Regions from separate parts of the Lactuca sativa genome. Here region 1 is linked to region 2. Evidence: chromatin contacts called from public Hi-C data. All regions are on one chromosome and are shown on one strand. Each heading gives the region's core, a stretch centred on a gene start, on an enhancer-like site or on the middle of the called end of the contact. The rest is flanking DNA. Distances are from core to core; before and after follow the strand shown. Region 1 holds the start of LOC111900244 (protein RMD5 homolog). Region 2 holds the start of LOC111900247.

The links. A called contact is a pair of places that touch in the nucleus more often than the background predicts.
Region 1: a Hi-C map of leaf shows a contact between it and region 2, with 5 times the contacts expected there. The contact joins the promoter of LOC111900244 here to the promoter of LOC111900247 in region 2. A contact is called at or near these places in 2 of 4 Hi-C or Micro-C datasets (both in leaf).

The regions. Positions count from the first base shown.
Region 1 is chr2:172,129,224-172,132,874 of Lsat_Salinas_v11, forward strand. LOC111900244 (protein RMD5 homolog) reads right to left here and starts at 1,988. Exons shown (of 3, transcript XM_023896117.3): 1 at 1,852-1,988; 2 at 800-899; 3 at 1-720. The coding sequence starts at 710.
Region 2 is chr2:171,959,301-171,963,210 of Lsat_Salinas_v11, forward strand. LOC111900247 reads right to left here and starts at 2,356. Exons shown (of 4, transcript XM_042899268.2): 1 at 1,759-2,356; 2 at 750-1,315; 3 at 1-665. The coding sequence starts at 2,125.

The DNA.
Region 1 (3,651 bases), core at 738-3,237, 170 kb after region 2:
CCGACCCATAGAAGACACGCCATGAGCTTTTGGATTTCGTGAAAGTGTTGGGTCGCGAAAGGGGCGAAATGAGTTCTTCCGTATTTCAGAGCTTCATCTCGACTACCATTTTGAAGAATTTCCAAGAATTGTAAACGATGGAGTTGTAATTCGATGTCGGATCCGGTTTTTTGGAGCTTGTCGTGGTTAGTCGTGGCCCATTTCAAAGCGGGAGTTAGGTCATGTGACTTCATGGATTCGAGAATTTCATACATTTCTAAGAATTGGGTTTTTTTGTCGACGATGGTTTCTTCTTCGTGAGCTTCGTTTATGAAACAATCGCCGATTTCAAACATGCTTTCACGATATAAGTGACTAGCGATTATTTGGTTGATTATGTGGGTATCGAAATCGACGTTTCTGTAAGACTTTGAAATGTCAGGATAGAATTGTTTCTCGAGGAGTTTAGTGTATTTGCTCATTGCGATGTTGAGTTCCTTTTGTGTAGCTTCGAGGTGATTAAGTGGAGCGATTTCTTTCAATTTGGTTTTTAGTTCACCCAGGATTAACTTGGGTTGAGAGGAAGGGACATTAATGGCGGATTGGATTCCTGATAATGTTTGTTGAATTTCTTGGGTGATTTGTTCGATTGTGTCCTCGATTTTCGAGGAGGAAAGAGTCTGCTTTTTGATGACAGAATCGAATGCATCTTTGATAGGATTCAGTTCCATAGTTTAGTACCTATAAAACAAAGATCTTGGAGCCATGAGAACATAAAGTTTAACCTTACTTGAGAATGTCTGTATTGAATATGTGTTACCTGAAGTCAATTTGATTGTAGAACAGTGGGAGAGATTTATATGTTACAGTCTTGAATGTCTGTAATAAAACCCCATAAGCTATCTGAGTTTCTTAAAAACCTGAAAAAAAGAGCACCATTAATGACAAACATCTTTGAGGTTTCTTCTTTCCAACACAAGCAATAAATGCAATATCTCATTCTTACTAGTATCAGATACATACTGATATGGGTGAGTAATCTAGTGAAGGGACATTTTGTTATTATGAGAAGGAAAGTTCAGATTGGTAAGTAAAAGATATTAGAACTTGCAAACAATATTAACTATGACATTCTTGTTTAGTGAAACACAACAAAATTGGGGGAAAAAGGCAAAAAGAACAGATGATAAAACTTCAAAAAGCCAGAGGAAAGGTTATAAAGAATGTGTAAGAAACCTTATAGGATCATAATTACCACATTAAAATCTAAACAAAGCTTTGGAACAACAAAATTGAAAAACACAGCCTAAAATCTAGAAATTAGAAGGTTTGAATTTCAAAAACCAGTTTTCATAACTCAAAGATCCTGATCTTATCATATTTAGATATTAGTAACATAAAGAGCTGAATCATTAAACCACTAAACCAAGTTTTCATAACTCAAAGATCCTTAGCCAAACCCTCCATGATTATAATCATCAGACGGATGAATATATACACAACACTTTCTATATGCAAGTCAACCGACATATCCAAGCAACAAAGCTTACTGTTTATATCGATCGTCCAACAGATTCATCCATCGATCCAGTCAAATCTGACGATCTATAATCAGCTATCAATTTCGTCAAACAAAATTTTCAGTACACGAATTGAGAAATCTCAAACTGTCGCAATAGATTGGAAAACGAGTGATTAAGACTCCAGATCGACGTAACATAAAGTGATAAAGTAATCATACTGAAAGAAAAAACACACGCAAACATAAAAACGATAGATTCCGCCATTAAGTATGGCAATATATGCATGAACCACATGTAAAACATAGAGCGATTAACAGGAAGACATGGAGAGGGGGAGAGAGTACCTTACCAGTTACCAGGGGGAGAGGGGCGGAGAAGGGAGTTCCGCACCAGAGATTTGTGTGTAAAATTGAAGAAGTTTGAGAAGTGTACGCTTTATGATGGGAGATTTTGTTCAATTTACTTAGATGCCCTTTCATTTCCTTAGTTTTCCAATTCTTCCCCCGTAATTTTATTTTTCCTCAACTTTTCAAGTCAATTAATTTATTTTCAAATGTGGACGACTTAAACCTTAAACCGACATCGTTTCTGTCTCAGAAAATAAACATAATGGCTTATCAATTCTCATGATTCATGAGATCAATGTGTTTAGTTGAGATATGTATGCCTAAATTGAACGGACTTGTGTTTGGATATGTTTGTTTAATAAAGTGATAATCTTAAAAATGACTAACCCAAATGACCATAATGTTCAAAGAATTACATTTTAGACTAAAATAAACTTTATCAATCAAAAGTACATTTAGATTTCAGACTAAACATTGCAAACAAAGTAAAAATGATCACATCCAAAATTTCAAAAAATAAATTCAAAATTTACAGAAAACGTGTCTTCGTTAATTGAAATGTAACTTATGATAAAAGGTATAAAAAGTTGTTATATTGTGGATTTAATGTGCTATAGAAATCAGCTCGGTCCTTTGACTCCTTTCTTACGTTATACTTTAATAGCTATCCGATTTTTTGATAAGTACAAATTTAAAAAAAAAAAATACATCCCAATTTCAAAATTGTTGGTCATTTGGAAAAATGGATAAAACGTGGATCATTTACATTATTTCTTCCTAATCATTTGGTTGTTTTGTGATTATCCCTTTAATAAATCAACATAATTATGTCATAGGCGATATAACTGTATTTAAAGCTAGTTTGAAATAATAATAAGTTGACTCTAATAATGATTACAACAAGCTTTTATATGTGTAATGTCCAGCAAACTCGACCACTTAAAAAATAAAAATAATAACGAAAGCAAATATAAGCCAAAAATGAAATTTAGTTTGAAGTTATTATTTATTTCATATTGAAGCGTATCACGTCATCATCAATGTTATTACATTTTCACATTCTATAAAATCATCAACAAAGATTGTTGATTAAATTTGAACATAAAATGTCATGTCAACTGGACAACATCACCACTTTACTTTAATTTCTATGTTTCCTTTAAAGAAAAAAGCTTTGCACTCCATGTGCTACGATTCATTATTCATGCCCAAAATCGCTAAAAGCTAAACTAGTCTTTTTCTAAAGCTCTCACTATCATGTCAATATCATCAAGATTAAGTAACTAAAATATTAACAAGGTAAACTATGTATTTTCACCCCAATGGCAAAACATAAAACCATATGCAAATTTTGTTTCATACCAAACTAACCTCACAATTCACAAATGGAATCTTGTTCCATTCCAACATTAGAAGCATATGTAAATTTTAGGTTACAAATAAAGAATGTTAGTATAAGATATTTTACTTAAAGCAACTCACCATAGCTATATTCTCTTGAATTAAGTGAACCAAAAGTAACTCCATATCTCATTGTGTTGATAGATTCATAATACTTTTCTTCCCCATAAATTCGCCTAAATTTACCAAACAAAAACAAAAGAACAGGACATGACTGAACAGAATTGAACATAATTGAACTGAACAAGCATAACATCAAGCATAAGTTGTGTAACTCGATCTCTAATAAGTCTTAAACATGAACGTAAAAGCAGTTTGATCTTAGCACAACCTATTGTTTTCGAAATGCGAAATTGATATAGTTACATAGTTGAAATTAAGCACCGGTAACCCCCACTTCT
Region 2 (3,910 bases), core at 1,106-3,605:
CCCTGTTTAAACTCAAACTCATTAATAGCATCTCTAGCACCAAAAACCAATGCATTTTTTGCAACTTTAATCGCATCCTTTCTCTTTTCAGAACTTCCCCCTTTCACCCCTTCACTTCTGCTACTATACTTTTCAGCCTTTTTACTTGCCACCTTCCTACTAGCCTCCCTACAATGCAACTGATCGATATACTTTTCATGTAAAGCCTTGTTCTTCACCTGCTTCAAAACAGGAGGGCTCACAAGTGTAGCACTTGAGCCACCACTAAATCTTGAAAGACTCTTTTTATAATGAGCTGTTGAAGAAGATCTCTTGAATGCCACATCCATGTCCAGGTGGCGTACAGGTGTCGTGAGAGAGGTTAAGGACTCTGTGAAAGTGGGCTCAAGAACTGAGAATAGGTCAGCTTCTGAAGAATCTTGTTCCCCTTTATTATACTGATTTTGTAACATGTGTCTTACGTTTCTTTGGATTACATGACTCTTTTGTTTATAAGATTTGGGCTTTTTAGTTGTGGGACTTGAAGAACTGAGAAATTTGCTTGCTGATAAAACCGGGTCTTGTGAATTTGGTAAGCGGGCCCGGGAACGAAGGCGAGGTGGAGGGGGTGTTAGGTGGCTTCCATGTACTTTGTCAAAACATTCCTGTGCAGATTTTCCAGGCACCTGTGTAATTAATTACAAGGAGTGATGACATCATCATGTACATATGGATTTTATATTTAGGAATTAGGATGAAAAGTGAATTACCAGTTTGGAAACTTTCTTCCAGAAGTGTGGGGTGGGCTTTGCTTGAAGGTAAGCTCTTTCCAATGCTGATTCTTGATCTTTGGTCCAACCATGAGAAATTCCTGAATTGCCCTCGTGCTGATTTCTTTTTCTTTTAACCCCGATATTCTTTTGATTTTTCTTAATAGTATCCTTCTTGTTCATGGGTTGTTGTTCATCATGCGATATACTAGGAGTTGTAATGGCAACTTCATTTTGATTTGCCAATTTAGCTATACTTTTTTTGGGTAATTCTTCATCCAAAGTTGGATTTTCTGTGATTGGTAAAAGTAAAGCCCCTTCATTTGGATTATCATCAAATGCCAAAGTTTGAAATCGGTCAGAATTATTCTCCCATTTTTTCTTACTGTTTTTCACTTTCTTCTTTAGCAATGTAGACTTACATCTTCTAGATGTATTTGTATCCACTTGGGTTAATAAACAATCATTGCCTGTATTTCCAGTAAAACCACCATAGCTGGTCTTCTTAACATTTGTATCTACATCCCCATGAGAAGAGCTGCGTGTTACTCGCCTCTTGAATTCCCCTACATATTAGATTTCAAATTACAAGGGAAGAAAATAACAAAAAATATATGCAGGAAAGGAAAAAATAGTTCCACTTTCAAGGTGAAAAGGATAGAACCTACATTTCTTTATCATCCCAAACTTTGCAACAATAACTAGATTGAAAGAATGGTGGTGTTGGATTTGTAACTTCAACCATATCAATTCTGAATACAGGAATAACTACATTTGACCACAAGAATTAAACAATAGCTCTTAGGTCTTTACTATTAAAGCAGGGAAGAGGAAGGATAATGAAATCGTAAGTTAAGCATCTTGAATCAAGGAATTGCAATTTAGTGAACTAGAGTTGATCTCAATTGAAACTCGTGGACCATTCAGAGCAAAAAAAGATATGTAATTCGAATAACTAATTAGCTGAACCATTGCAAGTAAAACAAAATGAAAGCAAAAAAACACTTACTGTTTCTCCGTTTTGAACTACGTGATGACTTTTCTTCAGTGCGCTCTTCGGCACAAGGAGTCAGTCTGGTAGATCTTGTCGACCTAGTTTTCGAATTATCAGACTTTTTTCTGGCATTACGAGATTCACGATGTTTCTGTGAACATCCTTCTGACTTAGATCCTAGGCTTCTCCCTCGGGAAGAAATCTTTACCTTTTCTGTGAAGTTGAGAGGAGTCGCTGAAGAAGGAATTCGGGTCCTCCGTGGTTCTGGCTTAGGGGTTCTTGGGTCTTCAGGATCCACGAGCACAACTTGGAGAAATCTTGGAGATCTTCGGAGTGGATAGGCTGGCGTTCTATCCTTCTTCGATGAATTTTTATGGAGCATTTTCACAAACACCTGGTGTACGTTTGCCACGAAGACTAGGCGACTGAGTTCTGGAGGAGTGGAGGGAAAATCGACTGTTCAAAGGGAAGGTGAAAGTGAAGACGAACGAATAAAACCTGGGCCTGAGGTTATTCAGCCCAATTTGTCTAAGCAATAGGTAACGATGGTTTATACTTTATAACATTATATCAATATCAATTATTAATACAAGAGAAGAAGAAAAAAAACTAAATTTATTAAAAAAGTAGATTTAAATAAATACTAAGAGTTTTTCAAAAACAATCATAAATTTTATAAGTCTCAACTGTCATATGAGAAATTGACACGACACTTAGTCTAAGGGATATGGTGTTTTTTACGGTAAAAAGGTGTTACGTAGGAGCCACGTCAACTTTAACATTTTTTTATAAATTTCACATGTACGGTAAATAGTTTATCTATGAGTTTTATTTTTATCTTTTTTTTTTATTTCAATAAAAAATAAGAACTTTTTAAAAAACCATACTAAATTTAAAAATTACATTTTAGAAATAAAAATAACATAAAATTAAAAATTACATTAAAAACCTTTAAAAACATGAAGTGAAAAATTAAAAAACTAAAAGAAAAAAAAAAGAGAGAACTAGAATAAAACATAACATCGAAATTTCATTTGCAGTTTAGCTTATATTTTTCGCGAATCGATTGCTTCTAATTATATATTAACCATAATCATCCCTAATAAATGAAAATAATTTTGTCATTTTAAGATATTTTTTAAGTAAATAATATTCATATGTCAATTTATGAGTTTTTCAATTTTTAAAATTAAAAGTCACATAATACCTTTACTTATATAGGTAAAGTATTAAATGTAATAAATATGATAATAAATTGTAATTAATATGTTTCTTTATTTTTTATTTAAAAATGCTTATTATTTAAATTTTAATATTTAGTTTTTTTAATCGACGACCCGTATAATATACGGGTCTTACACCTAATAATTAATAAACTAATTTTTTTTCTTTATTTATTCTACTCAATTTGGTTCTTGATGGCAACCCAAAGAACCCTGTTATCATTAGAAATATTATCAACAGTGTTCCACTTGGACAAGCCATCATCTATACGAGGTCTAATATTTCTCTAATAATCACCAGAGAGTAAGTCATCCAATGTTACTACCGAACTCTTGATCTCATCAAGATTTAGCCCTTAGATAACTAATCAACTATCTGTTCGTTCTAAATATCTCTATGAATTCTAGACATGGATAATGGTAAATCTCATAATTCAGGATTATGTTTTCCGATATTGATTTGTGACGATTGCATCTGAATACTAAATTGAACATATTAATTCTAGTCAGGGCTCGGCCAAGCACTTTAGATATCAACACCAAATCATCGAGAAGGTCATAGATATCGATTCTCCTGTTAAGGCAGAAGGAACAAATAAACTTCGACTACATAGTTTTTGTCTATTTCATGATGTCATACATGGACATACCCTCTATAACTACCAGTTATGGATAACATTGGAGTAAACAACCACGTACGTTTGGGTTCGCCCAACGTACGCACACAACTTTGTGTTTTTCATTTAAGTGCCAAGGGGTCAATTTTGCAAACAATTCTCATACTAAGGGTCACAAATGAAACTACTTGAACAAGAGTGTTACATCTCCTCTTCCTCTACTACACACACACACACTATATATATATATATATATATATATATATATATATATATATATATATATATCTTCTTATGGGCAATCAAAACACTTCATCGACAAATTGA